Regions from separate parts of the Zea mays genome. Here region 2 is linked to region 1. A link is a contact called in public Hi-C data. All regions are on one chromosome and are shown on one strand. Each heading gives the region's core, a stretch centred on a gene start, on an enhancer-like site or on the middle of the called end of the contact. The rest is flanking DNA. Distances are from core to core; before and after follow the strand shown.

Region 1 (2,700 bases), core at 123-2,622:
TAATAATACATCACATTCCAACCTGAACATAAAGAATGGCATTGGCATGTCGAAACTAGCAAAGCGCCAAAGAGTGGTACCAGGTGCATATACAAAGACTTGGTTCTTTTCCTAAATTCAAGAATTGACATTCTACGGATGTACTGATAAGAATATTTGCAAAGCTAGAAAGATTTATGGCAAAGTGACATACAAATATATTCGCATCCTATGTTCAGCCAAGAAAAAAATGCCCTAGAAGGTTAATAATAGCCAGTCAAACAAGCAAACACTATCAGTTTACTAAGAACTCCCAAACTTACGTGAAGAAGAACTCCTGTGACAAGTAGTTGATGCCAGCGCCAATTATGTCACCAGATGTGAATTTTGGCCCAAACGGTTCGCCTTTCCCTAGACCCCGGTAAAGGTGGCCGTCGTCACCATGGTATCCACAACTGTTTGACTCCCAACTGGAAAGAACAAAGGACACAAAGGATAAATTTGAGAGAGAGAAAATCAAGTAAGCCACATAAACACTAGCATTTGCAATATGAGGTCAGCTCAAATGTAAAGTAAAGAGGAGAAATCTAGTTAACCAGCAGAAATTCCATAAATCAGAAATAGTCTGGCAGTCTGCGAGAACCAACCTCTTCAATACAGTTAGAAATTTAGCTATAGCATGAAAAACACCTTATGACCTTAACGACAAATAGCCAATCATGATCACATAACTAACATTTGAAGATTTCTGGAACAAATTGTGCACAAATTTATACAAGTGATGCAATTATTGGAAATTACATCCTAAGCTTTCATGATAAATGACAAAACAGAAAATGCAAATCATATATAATCAGAAAAAATAGGGCAGCAATACAAGGGTCCTCACCCCGGTTGTCGCCTCATCTTGAAGCTCTCGCTCGTGAACCCTATGGATGTCTGCCCCTTGTATCCCGCGTTCCTGACGGCCATCTCGAAGTAGTACACGGCCCGGCGCGTGGGAGCGGGGCGGTCGGCCTGCACGACACCGACGTCGTGGCCGTGGTGATGGCTGCCGAGGTATTTCACGGACAACTTGTCCGTAGAGACGACGGAGAAGAGTCCCGAACTGTTGACGGTGTTGAGCTCGGACGGCTCCGGCTCAGCCTCCAGCTCCGGCACCGCGCGGTCCCACTCCGTCTGGGACCGCCACCGCGACGCTAGGCGCATCGGGTCCACCGTCGCCCCTGGCCCCGGGGCTGCCGCCGATGCCGCCTCCGCGTCCTGGTTCGTCACCATTCGCCTATCCACCGCCGAGAAGGAAGAAACAGTATATTAAAAAGAAGCGGAAAATTCACCGAAATTAGGGAAAACGAACGCCGATCCCGACTAAACCCTAGCACGAAGGAAATCGCGGGAACCAGGATTGGACGGGGGCCGAGCTTACCGAAAGGCCGAACGGGCTGGATCGGTGGTTGCTTGCGGTTGCGGGATGGGGACGAGGTCAGTGTAGGACAAGGATGGAGCCGGTGATGAGTTGGAGAGTACACAGAGAAGCAACTGGGTGGCGTACAGACACGGGTGTGATTTGCAGGTTTTCGTGGGGTTGATTTGGTAAATTGAGGCGTTCTTCTCAGAAGAATGTGTATACGAGAGGTGTTAATGTATCACGATCTAAATAATTTCTCATAATCTATACTACCTATTAAGGCTCTAAGGGGTAGGCTGCCTCTGCTTTGTTCTGCCTTCCGACGATCTCAACCGTCCAATACGCTCTAGAGTCTCTCAGCCGTCCGATGCGCGCACTCTCACCCCCACGCATCGCCCCGCCCCACCCGGTCGTCCAACCGTGCGAGCACCCTAGCTCCTCCCGCCGCCTCCTACCCCCCACGAATCCCACCTCCACGATGGCCGATATGCGACGAGCACGGCATCGACCACACCGGAAAGTACGCCGGCGACTCCGACCTCCAGCTCGAGCGTGCGCTCGTCTACTATCAGGTGCGTTGAAGGATACAATTTGGGGCTGGTTGGATCTCCGCGCCTACACCACCTCCTCTTTTTTCTTGTGATAGTTTGACGGTGCTCTTGGTTGTTGTTGCAGGCTCCGGGCTGGTGGCGTCGCCAGCAAGCGCAAGAAGGCCGCCACGAGCGGCAAGCCCAAGCGACCGCCCTCCGCCTTCTTCGTCTTCATGTGAGTTCTCGCTGCCTCGGTGAGTCATTTACTCAGATCTCTAGATCTATGCTCTAAGATCTTGTACCACCCACTCGCCCGTCCGCGCTGCGCGGCGTAGTCATCCCTGTCCGCATCCGCCTCGCTCCCTCTGCCACAACAAATTTGTACTCCTCCCACTCGATGGCCATGGGTGTGTCCTCCTCCGGCAACCCGTCCCCAAAGGCGCACGAGCATCGGGAGCAGGAGACCCTCGCCTCGTCGCTCTCTCCCTCCCGTTCCTCTGTGCCGCCTTCTCCCACTCCGCCACTAACGCTCTACCGGATGCCCTCACACCACCGTCTGCCTTCTTTTGTCTGCCCAGATCCCCGCAATCGCCTCCCAGTTCTTCGTTCGGCCACGGAGGCGCCGCAATGGAGGGGAGTGTCGTGTGGGTCCAGTTCCTCAGAGGGTTCAACCGCTACTGCGCGCGCATGACGACCTCCCGCTCCCTCGCGTGTACGTCGCTGCCTGCGCTGGCGCGGGGGCGCCCTGTGGCATCTAGCTCCAGTCGGACGAAGGGGGCAGTG
Region 2 (2,783 bases), core at 129-2,628, 620 kb after region 1:
TAGACATGGGATAAATAACTATCTAACTATAAAAGTATGCGACATGGTTTAATTAATGTTGTTACTGCGTAGTAAATATTTATACGAAGCTAACGCAACTTGAACGGGTCAAATCAGATTTTCGAAGTTTTAAGTGTTGGATTAAAAGAAACTAAGTGCATAATTTCTAATCAATGTTTCATGACAAACAAGATGATAAACAATATTAAAACAAAATTATTGTAACTGGAATGGATCAATTTGGGGCTAAAATAAATTAAATATGAATTATACAAGTTTCTGGATTTATTTTTGTATTAAAAATCAATTTCTAAATTTAATTAATTGATTTCTCTGAGCTTTGGACTGGGCGCCAATTTCCAGGGAATTCAAGGGCTAAATCAGAAGATCTCCCAGACATGGTGAACACCGCGCAGGATGGCAGGTTATTTCCCTAAAACTTCATGGGTTTATTTGCAAATTAGGCTTGGTGAAGGGGTAAGATCCATTGTGAGCCGCCCGATCGCGAATCAAGGGTTTGGATTAGAAGCCCCCACATTCGAACCGGTACTCTATCGTGACTCTTGGATCCAAAATCGACAGCGCGACTGATAATCAACCGAGATCATGTCGGCTCCACTCGATTCCGATCTAAGGGCTATGGTTGATCGCATTGAAGCGGTACGTAACCGACAGATCACAGTTGTCCGATTACGTATCTACGGACCAGATCGTCCCTACGAGTGGTTATTCCCAAACCAATCTAGACCGTCCCCGCATGAATCAAGGCCCCACGACGATTCTTCCTAACCGAGATGCGTGGGTGCCTGGGCCCCGCCTTACACTATGGTGAGCTCGCCAGTGCTACGATGAACGACTCCCTAGAATCCCCACCGTCGAGCCAACCCGGACCATCCGAATTCAAGGGAACAACAGGCATAGGGGAGAACGATCTAGAGGGTCGCTGGCAGGGGGAGAAAGAGTACCAGCCACCCCGTGAGATAAGTCTGCGGCGGTGCTGCCTAGTTATGGTGGCGCCCGATCGGTGAGTGCTACAAGGGCCCCGATGCCCACAACCTAGCGCAACTAGTCAGAATATGAGGGGTAGAAGCTGGCGAGGTCGCATGGATGACTTACCCCAATCCTCAACGAGGCAATTCCCAGAAGTCGCCGCGCCACCCTAGACCGCGGCGGTTCTTCCTCGGCGTATGCAGAACGGCGGCTAGGGTCTTGCCTTTCTGGTAGTCACGGAGGGGGCAGGGTTTGGCACCAATGTAGGCCTCCCAGCGGAGGGCCTGGGTGTGGCGCGAAGCGCGATGAAAGGCTCAGCCAGGTTGTTGCCGGGTAGCTCAAGGAGGAATTCCAGGCAAGGCGGGATCCGTGCAGCATTGTGGAGACTGGCGGACTGGGCCCACCGTTCAGCCGCACAGTCATGCCCCAAGGAGCAGCGCACGATCACCGATCACGGTTTGGGCCGCGCAAAACGGAAATGAGCCCAGAACCGGTTTTAATCATTTTCGTTTTGTTTCTCTCTCTCCCTTTCAAAGCTTGGTATTGTATTCAAGTTTGTTGATAGGTTTCATGCTTAGTTGAAATGTTCAAATTTACATACCAGTGTGAACTGGGCCTTTATTTATTTTTATATACTTCCTTCATGTTTATACAGTCTTTCCTTTGTTCTTTTTATCATTGGTTTCTGTTTTGTCTTCTAAGTGGTAAGTTTGGTCTTATAATCCAATTCAGGCACTACTATATTATTAATATTATTATTAGTATTTATAAATGCACAACACATAAATTCCAACATGATGCATAGGGTATTTTATTGATTACTTGTTCTCTTAAATATGATTACTCCCATGGTCTATTATGTAGATGACAAATCACATAATAATATCAACCCCTTTTCTTATTATTCACAAATTGGGTATTACAGTCCCCCACCACAAACTCCAGCCCCAGCTACTGGTGCAATAGTGTTCTCTAGGGGCGGACCTACGTTATTAGGAGCGGGGGCACATGCCCCCACTCAATTTCGTTGTTTTAGTGGACATTCTGTCTTATTCACTATATCTACAAAGTTTTAGTAGTCACTATACATTCATTTAGGCCCCTACTCATATATTGGGCCCCCATTCAACCATTGGGCTGGGTCCGCCCCTGGTGTTCTCTCTTGTGGAGGACGACAATGATAGAGATGTTGACGCATCGCTGCGACGACGCCTCGCACGTAATCGACAAGATATGTGAGGTAATGGTAGACGTCGTCATTATAATCATGAAATATATAATGATCCATATGCTAAGATTAAGTTCTCCATTCCACCGTTCATTGGTTCTTGTGATGATGAAGCTTACTTAGGCTGGGAGATGACTGTAGAACAAAAAATTAATTCCCATCTTGTTCCTGAGCAATATAGGGTTAGACAAGCCACTAGTGAATTTAAAGACTTTGCTATCATTTGGTGGAATGAACTTGTTAACACACGCGCTGCACCTCATACTTGGAATGCGTTAAAAGAGGAGATGCGAGCTCACTTTGTTCCCCTTCTTATAGACATGATCTTCGAAAAAATTGTAACGATTAGATCAGAGAGACATATCTGTGCAGGAATACTACCAAGAGCTTCAGAAAGGTATGCTGCGATCTGGGGTAGTTGAGGATTCAGAGGATCAAATTGTTAGGTTTTATGGGGAACTAAGGCGGGAGATCCAGGATATTGTTGATTATAAGGAGTGTCATTCCATACAACGCTTGTGCCATCTTTCTATGTTGTCAGAAAAAGAATTGCAGGGTCACCAAC

The links. A called contact is a pair of places that touch in the nucleus more often than the background predicts.
Region 2: a Hi-C map of tassel shows a contact between it and region 1, with 2.3 times the contacts expected there. The contact joins the enhancer-like site here to the promoter of LOC100273623 in region 1. A contact is called at or near these places in 2 of 25 Hi-C or Micro-C datasets (leaf and tassel).

Annotation. Positions count from the first base shown.
Region 1 is chr4:121,453,672-121,456,371 of Zm-B73-REFERENCE-NAM-5.0, forward strand. It overlaps LOC100273623 (putative SPRY-domain family protein), which reads right to left and starts at 1,373. Exons shown (of 10, transcript NM_001148039.1): 1 at 869-1,373; 2 at 303-449. The coding sequence starts at 1,257.
Region 2 is chr4:122,070,238-122,073,020 of Zm-B73-REFERENCE-NAM-5.0, forward strand. No RefSeq gene overlaps it. Among protein-coding and RNA genes, the nearest start is that of LOC118476941, 13 kb to the left of the region's middle. Within about 2 kb of position 1,379, at least 17 of the 20 cell types and tissues checked have an H3K27ac peak or open chromatin away from gene starts, as enhancers often do. A contact at or near this core is called in leaf and tassel, where this site is marked.